Regions from separate parts of the Sus scrofa genome. Here region 2 is linked to region 1. A link is a contact called in public Hi-C data. All regions are on one chromosome and are shown on one strand. The core of a region is the stretch at or near the end of the contact, and the rest is flanking DNA. Distances in the headings are between cores, read along the strand shown. Region 1 has its middle 450 kb from the start of ZNF608. Region 2 overlaps ZNF608 (zinc finger protein 608).

Evidence for each region. A called contact is a pair of places that touch in the nucleus more often than the background predicts.
Region 2: a Hi-C map of fetal skeletal muscle shows a contact between it and region 1, with 2.9 times the contacts expected there. The contact joins two enhancer-like sites. A contact is called at or near these places in 2 of 47 Hi-C or Micro-C datasets (fetal skeletal muscle and skeletal muscle) and 1 of 2 datasets of contacts at active chromatin or transcription factors (skeletal muscle).

The regions. Positions count from the first base shown.
Region 1 is chr2:127,707,191-127,710,923 of Sscrofa11.1, reverse strand. No RefSeq gene overlaps it. Among named protein-coding and RNA genes, the nearest start is that of ZNF608, 450 kb to the left of the region's middle. Within about 2 kb of position 1,638, at least 7 of the 83 cell types and tissues checked have an H3K27ac peak or open chromatin away from gene starts, as enhancers often do. A contact at or near this core is called in fetal skeletal muscle, where this site is marked.
Region 2 is chr2:128,143,948-128,147,836 of Sscrofa11.1, reverse strand. The region is part of intron 2 of ZNF608 (zinc finger protein 608); the gene reads left to right. Among named protein-coding and RNA genes, the nearest start is that of ZNF608, 11 kb to the left of the region's middle. Within about 2 kb of position 2,521, at least 37 of the 83 cell types and tissues checked have an H3K27ac peak or open chromatin away from gene starts, as enhancers often do. A contact at or near this core is called in fetal skeletal muscle, where this site is marked.

The sequences.
Region 1 (3,733 bases), core at 389-2,888:
ATTATTATGTTTATGATTGTGTTCATAAAGGAAATAGATGTATAGAAATGACACTTAGGATACCTGCCCTTGGTCAAGGATGACTTAAAACTCTTCACCACATTGACAAACACTCATCTCAGTGCTCATGTTCCCAATGCAGGCATCTTTTCAGTAGGTGTAAAGATCCCAAACTCAATCAAAAGCTTAAGTATGAAGATGCAAACATCCATTTCCTTAAAGCAATTGTATTTTGCCCACATTGTCTGCACCGTCTCGTGTACGTAACATTCTTGTGACTATTCCATCCAAAGGGACAGACGGCGATGAAGGGGAAAGAAAGGGAAGCTCCAAAGCTCTGATGTTTGTGTGTTTCCAACAAAGGCTGCACCTCCCCAACCCTGCCTCTTTTGAGCAGCTACAGCGTGGAGCTTCTAGCAGATGGTTCTGCCACGTCAGGCCCACAGCTGTGTGTTTCTGGCGCAAGAACAATGTTTGAATTCCGTACAGAAATTTTGTAAGATATGTTTCTTGTTGGCTTTTCATGAATTTTATTTGGTAATTTTTTTTGAACCATAAAGAGTCTGGAGACCATATTGAGGAAACGCTGGCGAAGGAAAGCTATTTGTTAGCTAGCCAGATTTATTTAAAGAGGATCAATCACATATAATTCCTGGAAGAGAGGCAGCCCGCTGGCACTCACTGTGCATCCCAACAAACTCAGAGCTTGAACTCCAGCCACTCAGTGTTTCCTCTCCTGCTCCCTCACAATTAAAATTCTTACCAAGCCAGGTAAGAGAGAGCATGACTCTAAGAAATAGTTTCTGGCTTCACATAGCAAACTAAAACTCTTAAGGGCCTAGAGCACTCTGTCGCTGAGTATAATCAGCACATATTTCAAACCGAGGAGGAAAAAATTAGAAAGCATTCAGAATATTTTGAGCTCATAAGGTATAATGTTGCTTAATTTTGTAGAAGTAGTGCCAAGTAATTTCCGGGTCCACTATGAAGCATTCCCGCCGTCTTTATTCTAGGAACCCTCAGAATAAAATTGCAGGAGAAAAACTATAATAGAACAAAACCAAAAATCTTAAATAAAATAAAATTTGCACTCAGGGCAAAAAAAAAAAAAAAATTGCAGGACAGTTTCAGTGTTCCCTGAAACCTTTAACCTTGCACACGGGGTGTGGGGGTGTGTGTATGTATGATTGATCCCAGTTTGGTTGCAGCTGAGGAATTACTGATTTTCCAAGCTAACCCAGCAAGTCAGGGTAAACCAGACAAGAGGACACAGGCTTCTCTAATTCCCGCCCCCTCTATAATTCAGCACAACCTGCCGATTTATTTAAAGAATCCTGAACTGGCCGATTTCTTCCAAACAGAGAAGTAAATCTTGTGTGGGTTTTAAAACATGTTTTTGTTTTGTTTTGAAAGAAGATGCACACTTTTCCTCTGGAAACCCTGACACTTCCTCTAGTTCCCTTAATCTTAAACTCGGTGTCTGAAATAAATTTAGGATACTTTCCACTATATTGTTGAAAGGCCCCAGGGACTGCTACTGTTATCATAGGAAGGAGTCCAGTGCCATCCAGGGCGTCGTTATTCAATAGTGTGTGGTCTGTCTGCAGCTGGCAGCCAGCGCTCACCCCGGGCAGTTCATAGGAGCTGGTCCTCTGATTGACAGTTCCCTATAACCTGGGTCAGAGTTTCAGCAGCTGCACAAGGGAGCATATTCTTCTGCCTCCCATTTGTTGGATAAACTAGAAGAATCTGGCAGTGAGATCCATATTAATGGCTGTGGCCAGCTTTCCCTTTCATGATTTTCTTGCTTTTTCATTTTGTTTGAGATTGAATTTGAAAGTGAACTTTGTTCCACACCGTAGCCTATGGCAGCGGGCAAATGAGATGAAACTGCACAGAGGCATAGCATGCACACTGCACACACCAAAAGCAGATGTATGAAAAATGGAAATGACAAGGGTGGTTGGGTTGCTTTTTATAGGAACTGAGCTTCTACTGGAGGGTTTTTGAGGGAGATGGTGTGGAGGAGAGTGTGCAGGAGTTTTAGCAATCCCTCACAACCGGTTTTCCTGGAGAAAAATGAAAGCAAGCTCTGAAGGACCAGGCAGACATGAAGGGGAAGGAATGAAAAACCACATCAGCAACCATTACTCAAGTGCCCACAGTGGATGCAATGCTGTTTTGTTAGGACTCCATAGGCTTTTTGGACTCAGTGTTAAAAAAGAAATCCAGAAAGGCTAGTGATAACTGCCTACATGAGACAATAGCATCTCTGAAGGACAGACATCACCCAGTCTACCCCATCCCCATCCCATTCCACCCAGATTCCACCACCCGGGAGGCAACGTTGGGAGCAGCAATGGGTGGGGCACGTTTTGTGTGTGATGAAATTCGCTATAAAATGTTCCCATTCCTCTCATGACCTTACATTCTTCTACTTCTTTTGAGATACTTTCTTCCATTATGTGGCTTGTCTTCTTCTTCTCTTGACATTGCCTTTCACAGAGCAGACACTTTTATTTTCTGTCACATCAAGCTCATTCTTTCTTTCATGTCTCATATCTTTGGTCTTGTATTTAAAAAGTCAACACCTTGAAAAGAAAATCATGGACTTGGAAAATAGACTTGCGGCTGCCCGATGGGAGAGGGAGGGAGTGGGAGGGATCGGGAGCTTGGGGTTATCAGACACAACTTAGAATAGATTTACAAGGAGATCCTGCTGAGTAGCACTGAGAACTATGTCTAGATACTCATATTGCAACAGAACAAAGGGTGGGGAAAAAAAATGTATACATGTAAGGATAACTTGATCCCCTTGCTGTACAGTGGGGGGAAAAAAAAGTCAACACCATACTTATATGGTGTTGACATCTATATTTTCTATGGTATCATCTAGGGTGTTATAATTTTGCATTTTACATTTAGGTCTGTGATCTATTTTTTATTTATTTTATTTTTTAAAATGATTTTTATTTTTTTCCATTATAGTTGATTTACAGTGTTCTGTCAATTTCTACTGTACAGCAAAGTGACGCAATCACACATATATATGTTCTTTTTCTCACATTATCCTCCGTCATGTTCCATCATAAGTGACTAGATACAGTTCCCAGTGCTATACAGCAGAATCTCATTGCTTATCCACTCCAAATGCAATAGATTGGCTCTTTTAACCCCAGACTCCCAGTCCATCCCAATCCCCCCCGCCCCCTGTCCCTGGCAATCACAAGTCTGTTTTCCAAGTCCATGAGTTCCTTTTCTGTGGGAAGTTTCATTTGTGCTGTATATAAGATTCCAGATATAAGTGATATCATATGGTATTTGTCTTTCTCTTTCTGACTTACTTCACTTATTATGAGAGTCTGTAGTTCCATCCATGCTACTGCAAATGGCATTATTTTGTTCTTTTTTATGGCTGAGTAGTATTCCATTGTGTATGTATACCATATCTTCTTAATCCATTCATCTGTCAGTGGACAAAAACTAACAACCCAATTGAAAAATGGGCAAAAAACCTGAATAGATTTTTCTTCAAAGAAATTATACACAGATGGCCAACAGATACATGAAAAAATGCTCAACATCACTAATTTGAAATGCAAATCAAAACTACAATGAGCTACCACCTCATACCTTTCAGAATGGCCATCATTAACAAGTCAACAAATAAGAAATGATGGAGAGGCAGTGAAGAAAAGGGTACACTTTTACACTGTTGATGGTAATTTAAATT
Region 2 (3,889 bases), core at 1,272-3,771, 440 kb before region 1:
CTTCTTGCTCTTGGTTGTACTTTCTTTTTAATTTAAGCGAAAGGTTTTGGCAGTTGGAACAAAGCCTTTGCAACTGAATGAAAGGCTGTTAAACAATTCGTAGTGGATTGATCATCAGGCTGTTTGCAATGTTATTTTGAGTGCTCTAAGGGCATCCAGAAGGGGAGATTGGTACTTTGCTCCTAAAGCTAAGTTTTGCATATCTGCTTAATTTTGGTTAGAAATACCTTTGGGAATGTATAAAAATAGATGACGGGGTTTTGCCTGAAGAATTAAAGAGATTACCAAGCAGATGTTATATTTTGATAAGTCAGTGGCTCTTGAACTGCGTGGATCTCCTAGTACCCAGAAGAACTGCCCTATGAAGCTAAATGAGAATTTAAAAAATATGTATTTTGGTTGTAATAGAGAACTCAAAGGGGGAAGGGTGTTTCTGTTAAAACAAATGGGTTTGAAGTGATGAATAAATACGACTGCTGGTTTTTCAAAGCTACTCTTTCTTCTTTCTCATCCCCACCTCCCAGCGCAGTTTATTATTCATTGTGACTCTTCTAGCACAACTACTGAGCTTTTTGCAACTCCTAAGAATCCTCATTCTCAACTAGCACCTTAAGAGAAATGTGCCCACAGGGACATCTAGGCATATTCCAATCATGCCATGTGAATGAAGTTTTTAGAGTTTAAAACTATATTGATTATATTTCACGTTGTCCTTAAAGATTTTAGAAAGCAGATATTTAGGTTGTGGAATTGGCTTATTATGTTAACCACAGAGCAGATGGCATGGAGCCATAGACGTATAATTTTACTTAAAGGGACTTTTAAGGTTTTGATGTGTTTTCTTTTCCTCTTATTTCCCTGATGGCTTCTTTTTATTGAAGGGTAACTTAAGGAGACCTGGTAGCAATTTTACTGCCTTTCCCCTGACAGTTTGAAATAATAGCTCGGTCTTTGGTTGCACTGATCTTCTACTAGTCAACTTGATTCTGGTTTTTGTCATGTGGCAGTGAATTAAAAAAAAAAAAAGTGTTGGTAGTATGTTTTAAGAAATGGACTCTTTTATATGCTTCAATTAGCAACAGACGACAAAGTTCCAATTGGTCACACTTTCATAAACTCCTAGAAGTCCCTGTTCGTCCTTTTGATTAAAGAAAACTCCTGGTTTGGTTTCTCAGGAAAGCACATCTGGTTCCCTGGCAGCTTTAGGTCCTTCTTTTTGTCTTTTCGAATTAGTCACTGAAGGTTCAAAGGTCCTCTCTAAGTTGTTCCTTGTTAGGTTAGCAAGCTTTCCCCATCCTTGAGGGCCGTCCTTTTTTTTTTTTTTTTTGGTTGCTACACGCACCACATGTTGGAATTTACTTGACATAAAAGTACCATTTGTTTCTGTGCCTGAGTTTTACAGTTTTACCCATTTTTCACATAGAACATCATCAGGATGAGCTGGAAAGCATCTCTTTTAACTTTTTTTTTAACAAAGTGTGCATAGCCAGACCAGATTACTTTTGGATTTCCTGTCACCTCCTTGGCTGATTTATGGATGGCTCATGTTAAAAGCAACAATAATGTTTGAATTGGAAGGGTTGAAGCCTCGGGTTTTCATTCTTCATGGAGAACTGTTTATTTGTGTGTGGTTCACCACAGTACATGGATAATGCTATCAAATCTGTGCTTTATTATAGGCTTATGACTAGCACAGCAGCACTTCAGTTATGTGTTTCTGCCTTTTAGTTCTTTGCCAGCTCTTTTGTGATGGAAATGAAATTAGAACCAAATCTTTGCAGCCAAGGGGAAAATAGGCACAACAAATAGAAATTGTCCCTTGAGCCAGTTCAGAAGTAAGCAGTGGTGATTTAAGAAACATTTTTTTCTCAGAGTAAATGAATTCCATAGGAAAAAAAAAAAAGGACTCTCGATTTAACTTTTCCACAAAGATCTGTGGAAGATGAGCCGAACACTTGGACAAATGGAGGCTGTTCCAACAACGAGGCTTTCTCCCTTTATATTGTCTCACATCTGAACTAACTGATTGCAAAGCAGTTCACATTCCCAAACCTTTCAACTGCTTTGAAGGTGGAATTTGAGTTCAGTAATATTGTTGGCTTCTGCTCCCCAAAGGGAACAACATGATTTTAGAACAGAGCAATTGAGCCTTTCCGCATCAAACTCCATTTGGCCAATTGTCTCCATTTACATTCCTTGCCCAAATCCTTCACCAGCCTTTCCCATGATGCCGCAGCAGATGCCAGACACTGAAGTAGAAAGCGAGCAGCTGTTTCCATTACTCCATTGCTGCATTATCCTCCGCAATCTGCTTGCCTTTTTGCTCCCCTCCCCCACCTGAAAAAAAAAGAAAGAAACCTTCTTTCCCTCTGACGTTTGCCTGCTCGGGGTTTATCAGCCAGCAGGTTTTCTATCTTATCAGGACCACGGATTTCTTGGGAAGGCCCAGGTTATTGTTTGCGGCAGGGGAGCAGATGGAGGGCCCTGGGCCCCCGGGGGCGTGGCCCGGCGGCGCGCTCCCGATGGTGGGGGCCCGAGGCGGGGGCGCGCGCCGCCGGGGCGCGCCCTCCTTCCCTCCCCGGACCCGTTTATAGCCCTGAGCGCTGTAAATCTGTCAGCTCTTCACGACGCCTTCACCTCTTTCTTCATTTGCTCCGGCTTCTAGTTTGACAACGTTCCCCTGAGGCGGAATTCTAATCTGCTTCCAATTAGTTGCAAAATGTGACTGAAATTTCCACGTTATGACTGCTGTTTTACTTGCACGCACACATCTAGAAACAAATTAATGCTCTTGAATATTTATTTTTTGAGTCCTTGGATTTACTTTAAGAGGAAGAGTTTCCAACTGTTTGGAATGACTTCCAGGATTTGCCTCCCCCTCCCTTATAATACCCTCAGTTTTTTTTTTTTTTTTTTAAAGAAAAACACAACTACGGTGTGTCCTCCCCATCTCTTAAGTCTTTTGCATCTTTTCAAGATTTCTCCAAATGTATTATGTATGTTTAAGGTATACAAATAAATTTCGGAGTTCCCGTCGTGGCGCAGTGGTTGCGAATCCGACTAGGAACCATGAGTTGCGGGTTCGGTCCCTGCCCTTGCTCAGTGGGTTAAGGATCCGGCGTTACCCTGAGCTGTGGTGTAGGCTGCAGACACGGCTCGGATCCCGCGTTGCTGTGGCTCTGGCGTAGGCTGGTGGCTGCAGCTCCGATTCGACCCCTAGTCTGGAAACCTCCATATGCCGCGGGAGCGGCCCAAAGAAATAGCAAAAAGACAGACAAAAAACAAAAAAAAAAACAAATAAATTTCGTAGTATTTCTAAAATAAGGATGTTTGCCCAAGTTTAATGGAGAGGGTCTTCCTGGTGCAGTGTTTTAATGGAACACAAAGAGACTCAAATTCAAATTCGCTGCCACGTATAGCTTAAGTGTATTTGGTCAAAACGCAAAGGACTTGGGACGCACTTTTAAATTCTTTCATTTGCTACTCAAAAAATAAATTAGGTCATTAATTGACTTAACGAATAACAAGGGCAGCGGTAAAGATGTAATTATGGTACTGTTACCCGACAAGTTTGTGTCTCCATCCTGAGCACACTCTCCTGAGCACACCTTCTGGAAGCTGTTGGAAATTCTGGACTGCAGTAGGTGTAGTCGATGGCTTCCTGTGACTCCAGTGCCCCCTTTCCTACATAATCCACTGTTAGGAGAATTCTCTGGACTCTGGGTTTTGGGGGTGGTTCTACTTTGAGGGAACTTTTTTTTTTTTTTTTTTTTAACGGAGTTACTGGTCCATCTCATTATATGTAAATGTTAGAGTTGTTGACATCTTAGTTGCGGAGAAAGTCAAATTTAGCTTTAAGTTTAAAAAAGTATTTTTTCATGACTGCGAA